Linked DNA regions of Mus musculus: all the other regions are linked to region 4. Evidence: chromatin contacts called from public HiChIP or PLAC-seq data. All regions are on one chromosome and are shown on one strand. Each heading gives the region's core, a stretch centred on a gene start, on an enhancer-like site or on the middle of the called end of the contact. The rest is flanking DNA. Distances are from core to core; before and after follow the strand shown. Region 1 holds the start of Cspg4b (chondroitin sulfate proteoglycan 4B). Region 2 holds the start of Esm1 (endothelial cell-specific molecule 1). Region 3 has its middle 16 kb from the start of Gm41069. Region 4 holds the start of Gpx8 (glutathione peroxidase 8 (putative)).

Region 1 (3,500 bases), core at 7-2,506, 250 kb after region 4:
GTGAATGGTTTATGCAAAAACGTCCGTGAAATGATTAAGGAACAGTTGGTTTCAGGGCTGGCTCATGGAGGTAGTAGACCCCAGGTGGAGCTACAACCTTTTTCTAGGTCCTGTCTTCTTTTTGTGCGCTAGCTTATTAGAAAAGTCAGAGCCATTCATAGTTTCTCTGCCTCCCACTCCGGAGAGTTGCAGGCCCTCTTCCTTAGATGCATTCAGTGGAAATCTTCAGATTGGAAACTGCCTGGCCCTGCTCCAGTCACGAGTACCCACCCCAGCCCATCACGTGACAGAGAGGGGGTTCTTAGAAGTGGATGCCAACTCCTAATTCCCACACATGGTGAGGCAGGCAGAGAGTACAGTTTCTCTAAAGGAGGGCGAGGTTCCCAGGATCATGGAAGGCTGCTGGGTGGACGAAACGTATTCTTTTTAGAAGTGGAACAGAGGCCTCACAGATTTTCGGCTGCAGAAAAGGTCAAAATGTGATTCTTTGCTTTAAAAAGCACTTTATTAAAGAACCAAGAATGGAACGGGTGGGAAATGAAGTCATCCTTGGTTTTGCTAAGAACAAAGCAGGACTAACATTGACTATCCTGGTAGCTGGAGAGCTGCCATTTTGACCACCCCGAGCATCGCAAAATGTAGCCCAGGGAAGCTGGTTTTAGAGAGCCCTGGAATCGTCTGGTCCAACCATCTCCTTGGACTCTACTTGTGTGGGGGTGTCTCCTCCCTGTGACTTGTAATCATGGCTCCCAAGGTAAGACGTGATATCGACACATAAAATCTTAGACCTTATTCTGACAGGCAGTTGCTCCAGAAATTCAAAGGTTTAACTCGGACTGAGCTTTAAAAAAAATCTAAAAGTAAGGCTCACATTTGCAAAGAAATGACAGGCTACTTCTTTCCTACCGTGTTCTGCTCATCCAACACACATTCACAAACATTACACAGAAGGCCCGCTTTAGGATAAGGCTGAGAAAAACCCACTGTCCCCCTGGGATGTGCTGTGGTCATAGGGACAGGTTGTTTCAAGGCCAGCCTAGGTCCTGCCCTTCTATCCCCTCAGCCTGCTGCCCGGAGCTCCCCGTTCCACCCAGGGACACTAAACTTCAAATCTGCAAGCAGGGGAGGGGACCACCGACTCCCTGTCCTGTTTGTAGCCTGCACTGCCTTGGAGCCTTCGATCTAGCTGGCTCTGATCCCGCGCAACAGCTGCAGGTCGCAGAAGTGCCCCGCCCCGTCGTGTCGCGCGGGGCGCCGCCTCTCTCCAGGCTTTGGGGCGCGCAGGCGGGTCGCGGGCCGCGCAGGTAGAGCTCGGCGCGGGCCCCGGAGACGGCGCGGCGGGATGGGGCGGCCCGGGGCCTGCGGCCTCCTGTTGCTCACCGCCTTTCTGGGGCTCTGCGGGCCGCGCGGGGGGCTCGGAGGTACGCGCCCCAACTTCCCTTCCCCGCCCGAGGCGGGCCGAGCCAAGCGGCGCTACGCGGAGAGGGTGGGCGGCCGGTAGGAGTGTGGGTCGGGTCCGGTCCGGTCGAGTCGGAGGCTGGGCGAGCAGGGCGCGCGGCCCTCGGTCCCTCAGGCCCCCAGGCGCGATCAGGCCCCTTGTCCCCAAGCTGGGCAGAGGGGAGGACGCGACGCGGCCCTGCTCACAGGCTTGCTGGCGGCCGACCCCTTCCAACTCCCAGCCCCAGCCTGTGCCCCACCTCCTCCCGGTGTACTGAGTTTTAAGGTCGGCCACCCGACCAGCAGAATGGCCGACTCCTGCGGGCAGCCCGGCTGCATCTTTTCAGTTTGGGTCTGGAGCTCTTTGGTCTCACGTGAAATGCAGTGAGTGGGGGACCTTCTGTTCACCTGGGCTAGTCTTTGACCCCTGGTTTCTTGTCCCTGCACCGTAGGGAACCTTAACTTTTCTGAGCTCAAATACTTAGTGTTTTATTCCCCCCCCCCCCCTTGGCTTTTTGCCTCCCTCCAGATTACTAAACACGTGGTTCTTTGGACTTTTATGAGCTCCACTTCCTAGGCCTTCCCAACATCAATTCAAAAATGACTTCCAGGTGACTTTGTTTTTAAACGGGAAAAGAAATTCTAAATCACACGTGTTGCATGTGCATAGTATTTAGATGAAATTCTCAGGATTTAAATTCATTTTCAGAGTGGCCGAACAGCATCGCTGCTTGCATGATCATTGCGTGATGACGTCATTTGGCCTCTTTGGAGTCCAAGGGCCTTCTAGGTTCTTGAAGATGCCTCACCCTTCCACTTCTTCAGGCTGCTCGGAAAAGCTCTACTCCTTCTTTATCCTCCTTCATATTTCCTAGGTCCTCATCTGCAGGCTGCCTTGCCCCTTCATGACTGATTCCAAGGGTGGGTGTGGCAAAGGGTCGGAGGAGGCTTGTTGGCTGCTGTGACTGACTGAAGGAACAGGTGTTGAGTCTAAGAGGAGAGACTCCAAAGGGCAGTGAATGGACTTTGGAAGAAAAACCCACATGGCTTCAGACAGGGGGCCAGTAATAGTATGGGGGCAAAGAGAAGTTTACGGATTAAGAGTCAGTGAGGGAGAACTTCAAACCCAAGGGCTATATTCTGTTCTCAGTTACTACTCTGGGCCTCTGTAAATTTACTACGATAATAACATCTTCCACGAGGCTTAACTAAAACAACTGCTTAGCAGCCAAAGAATGGTCAATAAACACCCATTTCCTGCCTTTCCTATCCATTATGTCCGCAGTTAGTGGGGTAGGAGACAGTAGGGCACAATATTCCCTAAGGTTAGGAGTGTGGCTTCTTTGTTGAATTAAGAATCCCGCAGCACGCGCTGTAACATGTATGTTCTTCAAGCTGTCAGGACAGCAGGACAAATATTGTAAGCCCAAATCTTTCGAAATCTACTTTGTGATGCCTGGGAGAATAGTTTAATTGTTATTCTTTGATTTTATGTGTATGGGCTATAGGGAGAAGAGGAAGCCCTGGGCTTCCTCATGTCAAAGATCCCAGAGCCTCAGATCCATGCAGGAATGGCAAAGCCTTCCCCTATCCCTGTGGCAAGGCTAAGAGGGAAAGGGCAAAGCCTTCCTCTGGTCCATGTGTGGATGTTGATAGTATGAGAGAAGATGTCAACCACACCCCACCCCACCCAGTTTTGGCCTGAAGACTGCACCCCTATACATTCTGTTAACTACACCTGTCTTCTTAGATCCAGCTGGATACCACAAACCCCGCCTACTTTTATATCTGTATGTGATAACTCTGGCTTCTTGCTCAGCTGTAAGCAATAACGGTGTCTCTCCGTTCTTTTTATATAACAAATGTGCTGAGCCTCTGTGAGCCATGGTTTCTGCAGAAGAGAGCTCCAGCAATCTGACCCCAGCTTTCTTTCTTTCTGTCAGTCTGTCTGTCTGTCTTTACTTCATCCCCTCCCCACCCCAGTCAGGCTCAACTCTCTACAGGTCATCTACAGTAATGCACAGATGTGGCTGTGTGTGTTTTGCCTGCATGTATGTCTTTTT
Region 2 (3,316 bases), core at 713-3,212, 160 kb after region 4:
AGCTGAGGAGCTACTGACAATTGCTGACTTCTTGTGGAAGGAGGGTTAGTTTTCTTTAAGGATGTGGCCCCTGGTAGGTTGACCAGAGTCTGGGCAATGGTCCCATACCTATGAGTATATGGGCAGCAAAGTGGGGCCAGAGGCTTTCTAACAAAACAAAAATCAATCAATCAAATAAACAAACCAAAAAGTAGAATTTGGGAGGCATTGGGGAGATGAGGGATAGATTTGTGAGGAGTTACATGGGGGAATAAGGGGTGAATTAATAAAGTTTTTTTTTAAAGATTGGGCAATCAAAGGATTTAATATGATCAAAGTATATCACGTGTATGGGAATGTCAAAATGGATTACTTTGTGTAATTAACTACATAGTGAATGGTTTTATATAATTAATATATCCACAAAGGATAGCACTAGGCACATGCCATGTACAGAGTAGACTTTAAAATTATCACAAACTACGAAGGTCCCACCTGCTGAGTATGTTTGCTCCTGGAGAGAGGAGTACAGAATATTTCAGGTTAGAGTGTCATGAAATTGGGAGCTAATGTCTTGCCTTCGTTTCCCACTTCCCCAAAATGTACCCTGGCAAAGCCTAAAGACCATGTCACATCCAGTAGCTTGGATGCGTCAGCCTTTAGAGGCCTCAAGGCTTTCAGAGGTCAAACACTCTAAAGCCATGAGCTCTCAACAGAAGACGAGGAGTTCTGTGGATGCACCACAGTCAGTTTGTGACAGACAGGAGTTACCCGCTTCGCTGGGTCATTTCTTTACCAGTCGGTAGTGACTTTATCTTTTTGTTGACAAATTGGGTTGGGAGCTAAAAATGGAACACAGCATTAGTGTGAGGACTTTTCTGTCTGCTCTGACATCTAGCATCCCCTTGTTGCACAAGCCTGGCTACACAAGGTCCTGGGCCAGCCAATACTTTGAGAGGACTATTGTTTTCCTTGGTGGGGCCACACTGTGTCCCTCCATAGCATGAAGACCTTGTTTCCTGGTGGGTAATGTTTTTCCTTCCCCATGACTTGCCTTTCTGGAGCTGTGTTCCGATTTCCCTGCTGGCTCACTTGTTTCTTTGGGCTTACTGCCTTGTTTGGGAAGTTTGAAGCAAGAGCTCCGATAGATGCCAGGAGGTGAGAGGAAGGACCGGGTGGATGCAGTCATTGGACACACAGACTTGGTGATGGATGAGCCTTCTCGCCAGGGGGTTTGGGTCAGGAGCAGTCCAACTGACAAGTTTTTCCAGAACTGAGTAATTCAGTAACAATGCCGGGACAACCTTCTCTCTCTCTCTCTCTCTCTCTCTCTCTCTCTCTCTCTCTCTATTGATTAAAAAAAAATGCTAAGCTGTAGCATATCTGACTAAACACAGCAACAGCAAGGACAGACTTGAACATGGATAGCATAAATACTTTAGAGATAACAACAGAGGAGGAACTTGTGAGGAAGGAAGAAGTCTTTAAAAGGCTTCTATCCAAATATTTTCCTTCTTCTAAGTCTTGAAAAAACACAATATATAACTATTTCTTCTTCCAAATGATCTCATAGCTATTTATTGAGGAAAATGCCAAATTATTATTATTATTATTATTATTATTATTATTATTATTATTACTATTATTATCATCATCATTTACTTGATAGATGCTTCTGGCTTGATTTATGTCTATGTCAGTCTCCTCCGTGCTAAGGGACTCTGAGACAAAGCTACATCCTAAGTGTTATGTTGGTGTCAGAGCAATTCCTGTGCAGTAGGGGGCTATGCTATGCAACCTTCGTTATTCCCCCTTCTCAGATGTCCTTGAGTCTTTGAGACGGATGTGAGCAGAGTTTTTCAGCCCTCATGCAAAACAACCATCTAAACATAACAGATGACATCAGCTTGGGCTTTTCAATTCCTGGATGGCAGCAGCGTGTTAATCCAGCCTTCATCCTGGATTTCATAAACTAAAACAAGAGAGGCTGGCAAGAGCACAGCGCTGCTGCTGGGTTGAGGAAATTGATGACGGGGAAGCATGCGGGCAACACAGTGTATAAAACTCATAACCGTGTAGGCTGAAGCTCAGCTACTACTTTGGACGGCTGCTTCCCTCCAGCAAAGACCACGACGGCAGGGAGCTGAGCAGGAGCCAGCTGCGAGACATGAAGAGCCTCTTGCTGCTGACCACACTCCTGGTACCTCTGCACCTGGGCATGGCCTGGAGCGCCAAATATGCGGTGGATTGCCCGGAACATTGTGACAAAACTGAGTGCAGAAGCAGCCTGCGTTGCAAGAGGACAGTGCTGGATGACTGTGGCTGCTGCCAGGTGTGCGCCGCGGGACCTGGAGAAACCTGCTACCGTACAGTCTCAGGCATGGACGGGGTCAAGTGTGGTCCGGGGCTGAAGTGTCACTTTTACAGCGAGGAGGATGATTTTGGTGACGAGTTTGGTATCTGCAAAGGTAAAGAGCGACTCTTTGCTTCCCACCGTGCAGGGCTCCCGGAGGGTATTTAGTCAGCCTGAGGAGGTGCGTGTTCCTTCCTCTGAACAACCAGGGAGGATGCTTGGATGCAGGTGGTGTGCTTGATAGAGAGAAAAAGGATATCTGCCGGGAGGTTTGGAAAGCAGCGTGCAGAAGTCACAAGGGCTGCAGCATCCCGTTCACTGCATGCATTCAGATTTGAGAAGGGAAGTTGCAGTTGGTAGCTTGTGTGTCTTCTTTTTCTGAGAGGCTTTAGAAATCTGACAGGTAGCCTGTTACAAATGCTTAAGGTGTCTGTTCCCCTGGAAGCCAATGATTCCAGAGGTCCTCCTGAGATAACCTCTTAAAGCTGTTTCTAGCTCCCCAGATTTCACCAGCCTTTGATCTTGAAAGAGTTCACCGGGAGGAGTGCCTTACTCAGGCTCAAGTATTTCTGATGAGCACTAATGTGCTTTATGGCATAAGGTGGGCTTAAGTCAGGCAACAAAATAACTCATGCTCTTGCAAGAGGGTCCCCTGAAGTATAAAATAAGCCTAGCTTAACTTTTAAAATGTTTCTGTTAGGCAGAAAGTAGCAGATGTTGTAAGACAAGCAGAAATAATAGTAACCTAAAAGTCTGTTTTTTTTAAAAAAGGTGACTCTTTTATAGATTTAAAGAAAAGAAGTGAAATTATAATTAAGACAGAAACCAGAGCTAAATGATGCCTTGATTTGTCTGTGGAATTTATTTTCAAACCTAGTGACTAAATTAATATTTTTAAATGAATAAAAATAAAAGAAAAGGTTATTTAAAAGTCTGCATACATAGATGCTATATAATCTTATCACAATATGCTATCATGGTTAA
Region 3 (3,239 bases), core at 332-2,831, 200 kb after region 4:
GTAACAGCCAGGGACTGAAGCTTAAGCGAAGGATTGCAGTTCAGACAAACGATTGGAGCATTTCCTTCTGTAACTCTCTTGTTCTGGGGAAGAGATAACTTGCTTGTCCATTCGGGCACGGACATGCTTTGATTTCAAGAGTGTCACCATTCCTACCAGGAAACTGAATGTAAGTAAATTGTACTTCTATGTATTCAAATATACTATTAAGTTGGACACCCTTACTCAAACAATTAGTTTTGTAAATAGAAGACTGAGCCAAAGCTCAGTATATAAGGATATCTTTCCCCCAGAGTCTTCTAACACTCTCTGGACTTCAGCAGACATGTACTTACGGTTTGGACTGTTGACAAGAGACTAGGAAGTCCCAGTGCTAACAGCCTGTTCTCAAATCCTCTCCTGTCCCCATTGCTTAGAGCAGGGATCTCACCCTTACCCCAAATGTTGTGCTACCATGTTTATCACAGCAGTTACAGGTGTGTGGAGATGGTGATCCCGTGACCTCTTTTTTTTTAAAGATTTATTTATCTTATTTATATGAGCACACTGTAGCTGTCTTCAGACACACAAGAAGAGGGCACCAGGCCAGGCAGTGGTGGCGCACGCCTTTAATCCCAGCACTTGGGAGGCAGAGGCAGGTGGATCTCTGAGTTCAAGGCCAGCCTGGTCTACAGAGTGAGTTCCAGGACAGCCAGAGCTACACAGAGAAACCCTGTCTCGAAAGATCCCATTATAGATGGTTGTGAACCATCATGCAGATCATGCAGTTGCTGGGAATTGAACTCAGGACCTCTGGAGGAGCAGTTGGTGCTCTTAACCACTGAGCCACCACTCCAGCCCTCCCTTGAGCTTCTCTGCAGCTTCTGTCAAAGGCAGCCTCACCTGTCTACACACTGTGCTGTACAAACATTTGTTCTCTGTATGTGCCACAGCAGGGGAAAAGGAGACCATTAACAAGGTCATGAGGTTAATTATCAAGGTTTAATTAAATTCCAGGTGTGTCCCCTGTTTGACATTGAGACAACATATTAGTGTTGTCATGCACAAAGTCCACACTTAAGAATCAAACAATTACAGCCCCATGCACGGTGGTGCAAGCCTATAGTCCCAGCAGGTGGGAAACAGAGGCAGGCAGATCTCTGTAAGTTTGAGGCCACCCTGGTCTACAAAGCAAGTCTAGGACACTCAGGGCTTGTTATACAGAGAAACATTGCCTTGAAAAACAAACAAACAAACAAACACACAAACAAACACACAACAAAACAATCAATTTAGTCAAGCCCCCAAAATTGCTCTTTCCAGATAGATCTCCTAATGTTATAAGTATGTTTACGGTTTATGTTGGGCAGCGTTCCTAGCCCTGAGTTCCGTGGAGCCTGTGGCCCACAGGCAGCACATGTCTGTCTGCACTGGCCTTTGAAACTTTTGTCAGCTTGCTCATGCCCTCTGCTTCCAGACTGATCTTCTAGTGCTCTACAATCTCAGGGCTATACTACACAGGGACTCCCCTCCCTCCCTTTCTCTCCCTTCCTCCTTCCTTTGTTCACATGGTGCTCTATCTCCCTGTCTCTGTCTCTGTCCCTCCCCCCTCTCTCCCTCCCTTCTCCTTTCCTTTTCCCTCCCTCCCTTTCTCTCCCTTCCTCTTTCCCTTGTTCACATGGTGCTCTATCTCCCTGTCTCTGTCTCTGTCTCTGTCTCTGTCTCTGTCTCTGTCTCTGTCTCTCTCTCTCTCTCTCTCTCTCTCTCTCTCTCTCTCTCTCTCTCTGTACGACCTACACATACACTCTTTGGATCAGTCCAGTGACTGCCTTGGCCTCCTTTGCTTTCCCAGCATCTTGTGACTCTGCAAAACAAAAGCTTCCACTTCCGCTTCCTCCTTGACACTGTCTGCCGCTGAAGCACTCTCCTTCCTGTGCACTCACAAGACATTTGCCACGTTTGCTTGTTACCTTCCCAGCCATTTGCCACATTCTGCCTCTGATGTTAGTTATTAGTGAGCGGTGGCCGTTTGGTTTATCTGTTTCCCTGCTCATTGGATGCAAATACAAAGGGGATAAAATTAGCACTCTTAATATTATACATCTACCATGTGCCAGGGCTTTGGGGGGGGAGGGGGGCTCTGTAAGTCTGACAGTGTGCAGTCTTCACAGTGTCCTCTGTGTGAGAGAAGCATGTTGTAGATGGAGAAGCTGAGGAACAACTAGGCTGGCTGCCTCTAGGCTAGGGAGTTTAATAAAGGAAGAGAGAAACTGCAGAGCAAAGTCCTGCTGGGTGGCTCTGCTGCTGGGCCTAGTGCTCACCCCATGCCTAGATCTAAGCCTGGAAGGGAGTGGGTGGAGCTTGGTGGAAGCCTGGTTTGTGATTTTGCTTCATGCACTGCTTCAGGTGATGGTAAAACCTTGGCAAGAGATCTGATCCACGGACATGAAAATCCTTCTCAGCAGAGAACGCCTCTCCCTAGAATCAAACCTAAGGCGTCCCAGGAACAAAGTGGGTAGATGGAAGCTATCTTTTCTTTGCTTGAAAAAGAATCTTCAGTTTAATACCAGGACCACATGTCTATAAATTAAAAAGATACTCTTTGGCTAAGTGCATGCCCTCCGCTCTTCCTACTCAGGCACTGTTTATCTTGTAATGGTTACATTCTGTTACTGTGCCTTGAGCAAAGGTTTGAAGGCAGTACTTAGATTAAATTAAGTCAGTCATTAATTTAACGGGGCAACTTTTTTAGCTACCGTGCCTTAGGTGGAGGGGCTGGTGGGGGTAGGGGGAGGTAACACAATATTTAAGAGGTAACAATATTTAATTTGCTGTATAAGCAAAAAGTGATGTCAAAATCATCTGAACATAAACAGAATTTTCAAGTTATTAAAAATGATTGTATCTAATATCTATGCCTGCGTGTTTGTGTTTGTGTTTGTGTGTGTGCATGAGTGTGCCAAAGGAGGTCAGAGGACATCTTCCAAGAGTCAGTTTTCCCTGTCACCCATGGCTCTGGTGATCCAACTGAGGATTATCAGACATATGAACCAAGTGCTTTTAACCTGCCAGTTTCCTGGCCCAGTCAATAGAATCTTTGCACAACCGACTCTCTTATACTTATATATATGGTGTCCAACTCAACTTGCAACTGCTTGACATTTTAAAGGAAAGGAGACGGAGAAAGAGAAGGAACGAAACACTGTTAACCTGTCTAAGTCGGCACAGTCCCTGAGGGACGTGCTAACAAATCATCAAAC
Region 4 (3,322 bases), core at 133-2,632:
CCACCATAAAAGTAAGCATAAAGACATACTCAGTTAATGATGTGCTGCCATCAGGTATCCCTGAAGTGTGCAGCATTAGTACAAGGCAGGGAGACTGCCCCAAAGGGCAGTTAGATTACTGGAGAGTTGAAGTATCTGGGAAAGCAGGCATGGCCACGCTTCACATTAGGCCTTCACCATGATGGTCACAGGAGTAAAAACATATCAAAGTAGAATTCTTTACCATCCCAGAAGTCAGAACATCGAGTTAGAAAGTGGCAAAGGGCGAGGTTCTGGATCCTTGACAGTTTTATGAAAACTTCCCAGTAAAATAAACGAAATATGAGCTCTAGCCCTAAAAGTATCTATTTATCTTTCTCTATATCATTCATATGTAATGTATGAAATGAGAAGAATGAACAACATTGAGGCAGAGTAGATATTTACCAACAATAAATCTAAACGCAGGTTCTGCTTCCGGCCCTAAAATCTTAATCTTGTGGAAGATGGGGAATGTGACTCCGTAGTTCTGTCTCGCAAAAGATTCTACCTCCTTGCTGGACTTGGGCTCCGATTCTCCAAACTGATTGCACGGAAAAGCCAGGACGTTGAAGTGATAGGGCCCGAACTCCTTGTGTAGCTCCCTGAGAGTCTGGTAACTCTTGTCTGTGAAGCGGCAGTCACTAGCCACGTTTACAACCAGGGAAGCCTCCCGGAAAAAGAAAAAAAGAAAAAAAAAAGACCCACCGGAAAGAGAAGCAAAAGATTAAAAAAAAAATCTTCATACAGCTAAAATCCTAAGCCATTTTGGCAGACTACGAAGTCTGATAGATTCCATATTTTTAGACAGATCCAACTTTATTGAAAACCATAACCCAAATGAATGGTCGAAGACTGTGACAAAGTTTTAGTTAGGTTATGTAAAGAACACTCTTAGTAGCGGGTCTCAAAGCATCTCCTAGATAATACAGCATCGTTTCCTCACAAAAGAGAAGACAGCTTTCGAGAAAAACAGTTGCTTTGTGGAGTGGAAGTTTAAAGCTCTTAGAATTCTGATAACTAAAAGGACCACTAACGATATTACTTTGAAGACTACATTCCAACTTATGGCTGTGCCGAACCCCACTCTATGCTGAGAATAAGTGTCAGGGCCAAGGAACAACAGAAATAAAAGCCGGAAGACTTACTTTGCCTTTGAACTTTTCCAGAGACACGGTCCTTCCTTTGGCATCCTTTACTTCAAAGGAGTAGAAGCTGTTGGTTCTCGGCTTCAGGAATTTTAACTGAAGGAGAAAAAGCATCACGGTGCACAGAACCATAGAGAGCAAAACTGCAAATATCTTTGCTTTGGGCCCGGAACATTTTAATGGGTAGGCAGCGAAAGGCTCCATTTTGGACGATCCTGGGAGTCTCAGCAGGCTGGAATGCAAGGCGGGGCTGAAACTTGAAACCCGCCGAGCTTAAGGAGAGCCGGAAGGGGTTACAGACCCTTCGGCTGCTGAAGAGCAGGAGGACCCTTCCCAGAAGAATCAAACGAAGTCAGAAAATCAAAAAAAAAAAAAAATTGTTAACGTGGCTGCACTTTAACTTTTTTTTTTTTTTTGATAGAAGAATTCTATCGTTTTAGTAGATCCTTAAGACGCCCCCTTCTACGAAAACGTTTTACCAGAAGGTGGTGCTCTTGTAACTTGGAAATGAGTGGTCATCGGGCTGCTCAGCATCCCGTGTGTTCACTGAGCAATAGATTGGCTGTGGAGGACTGAATAACACCCAGAAATGGCTTAGAGTGTAGATTAATGTGGTCTGTTAATATGACGTGTGACCACAAAGAACTTAAAGGTTTTATGTATTTATTGACGTACTATATGAATATAGAGAATATTTATAATAGAGCAACGAAGGCTGGAAAAGATCATCCTATTTATTCTGACGTCATCTAGTGAAGGCAACCAGATGCCAGGAGAAGACAGCAAAAATAGAAAGCCATAAAGGCATAACACCCATTCTCTATTAGAAACCATAGCAGCTATTGTCTTCTTCAATTTTGTCTTTGTCACTGGTGAGATAGTTTACAACATAACATGCACACACACACACACACACACACACACTCACACACACAGAGGCACACATTCACAGGCACACAACTCACATACACAGATACACACACACAGACATCCACACACAGGCACACATATGCAGATACACACAGGTATACATATGAACACACAGGCACAGACATAGGCACATACACACAGGTATACACACATATACATAGGCACACACCCAGATACACCCATATACACATATCCCCATACATACACATATATACACACATTCCCCCCACATATGCACCCTCACACACATAGCCCCTCATATACATATACATACACATACATATACATACACATATATACAATACACACTATAGATATGCCCACATGCATACACACGCACATATATCCCACTGATAAATTTCATGAAATGGTTCTTTACCCACTCTGTAGTCCTGACCATTGCACTTCTGAGACAGCATGGTTCTGACCTATGAAAATGACTCATGGATTCCAAACTGTAGATGAAAAAATCCTGGGCTCTGTATTAAAGCACAACCCTTGCAGCAGAATTCAAATATTTAAATAGCAGAATTCAAGCACAAGCCCCAAATGAAATCCGCAAACCCACATCTGTGCGGACACACTCATTAGCTGCTGTATCTTTCATCTCTTTTCTCTTTGGCTATAGCTCACTACCCAGGGCCTTTGCTCTGAAGAGCATAGTTACTGGGGGTGGACACTGGAGGCAGCTGAGGGCTGCATATCCCCAGCCTCCTTAGGATTTGCCCTGTTTACCACACAGGAAATTCTGGACTAACATGACATCCACTTGGTGGCACTGCACATTTCTAGGAGGTCTAGACGCTGGCTTTCTCTTGCTCCTGGTGCTTTTGAGCACCTGTCCCCAGCTTCTGTTGTGTGTGGGGTTGGGTGTAGTTGAGCAAAGGTAGTTTAGGCTTGAAGTTAGGTAAGAGGATTCAATGGTAGTGTGTACTGGTAATCCCAGCACTGTGGCAGCTGAGGTAGGGGGATCATGGTTCTGTCTCCAGTCAGGGTTACACACAGAGAGCCGGTCTCAAAAATAAAAACAAGAAAAACAAAAAATTAGAAAGCAACCAACTAACCACTACCATTTCCACTACCACCATCACCACCACCTCTTCCTCCTCCTCCACCCCCACCACCATCACCACCACCTCTTCCTCCTCCTCCTCTTCCATCACCACCACCACTATCACCACCACCTCTTCCTCTTCCTCCTCCTCCTCCCCCTTTCCCACTACCAC

What was found. HiChIP or PLAC-seq counts read pairs in DNA pulled down with a chosen protein or histone mark.
Region 1: a contact with region 4 is called in an H3K4me3 HiChIP or PLAC-seq map of embryonic stem cells, with 3 times the contacts expected there. The contact joins the promoter of Cspg4b here to the promoter of Gpx8 in region 4. A contact is called at or near these places in 5 of 115 datasets of contacts at active chromatin or transcription factors (embryonic stem cells, pancreatic cancer cells and stem cell-derived neural progenitor cells) and 1 of 9 other capture datasets (embryonic stem cells).
Region 2: an H3K4me3 HiChIP or PLAC-seq map of the SCID.adh cell line shows a contact between it and region 4, with 6 times the contacts expected there. The contact joins the promoter of Esm1 here to the promoter of Gpx8 in region 4. A contact is called at or near these places in 11 of 39 promoter capture datasets (the 3T3-L1 cell line, 3T3-L1-derived adipocytes, cranial neural crest and 6 more), 1 of 15 datasets of contacts at CTCF or cohesin (CD8 T cells), 7 of 484 Hi-C or Micro-C datasets (the C2C12 cell line, LSK cells, adipose-derived mesenchymal stem cells and 4 more), 10 of 115 datasets of contacts at active chromatin or transcription factors (CD8 T cells, the SCID.adh cell line, T-cell acute lymphoblastic leukemia and 5 more) and 3 of 9 other capture datasets (adipose tissue, embryonic stem cells and pancreatic islet).
Region 3: an H3K27ac HiChIP or PLAC-seq map of microglia shows a contact between it and region 4, with 4 times the contacts expected there. The contact joins the enhancer-like site here to the promoter of Gpx8 in region 4. A contact is called at or near these places in 20 of 39 promoter capture datasets (the 3T3-L1 cell line, 3T3-L1-derived adipocytes, the C10 cell line and 10 more), 4 of 15 datasets of contacts at CTCF or cohesin (CD8 T cells, the NIH/3T3 cell line and embryonic stem cells), 90 of 484 Hi-C or Micro-C datasets (B cells, the C2C12 cell line, the C3H10T1/2 cell line and 45 more), 25 of 115 datasets of contacts at active chromatin or transcription factors (CD8 T cells, the NIH/3T3 cell line, bone marrow-derived dendritic cells and 14 more) and 3 of 9 other capture datasets (adipose tissue, embryonic stem cells and pancreatic islet).

What each region holds. Positions count from the first base shown.
Region 1 is chr13:113,291,914-113,295,413 of GRCm38.p6, forward strand. Cspg4b (chondroitin sulfate proteoglycan 4B) reads left to right here and starts at 1,257. Exons shown (of 10, transcript NM_001378698.1): 1 at 1,257-1,421. The coding sequence starts at 1,343.
Region 2 is chr13:113,207,697-113,211,012 of GRCm38.p6, forward strand. Esm1 (endothelial cell-specific molecule 1) reads left to right here and starts at 1,963. Exons shown (of 3, transcript NM_023612.3): 1 at 1,963-2,447. The coding sequence starts at 2,147. All of the region lies in intron 2 of Gm41069 (a long non-coding RNA gene), which reads right to left.
Region 3 is chr13:113,240,455-113,243,693 of GRCm38.p6, forward strand. No RefSeq gene overlaps it. Among named protein-coding and RNA genes, the nearest start is that of Gm41069, 16 kb to the left of the region's middle. Within about 2 kb of position 1,582, at least 43 of the 459 cell types and tissues checked have an H3K27ac peak or open chromatin away from gene starts, as enhancers often do. A contact at or near this core is called in CD8 T cells, ECoMG-derived neutrophils, bone marrow-derived macrophages and 4 more, where this site is marked.
Region 4 is chr13:113,045,006-113,048,327 of GRCm38.p6, forward strand. It overlaps Gpx8 (glutathione peroxidase 8 (putative)), which reads right to left and starts at 1,383. Exons shown (of 3, transcript NM_027127.2): 1 at 1,167-1,383; 2 at 427-688. The coding sequence starts at 1,370. All of the region lies in intron 2 of Cdc20b (cell division cycle 20B), which reads left to right.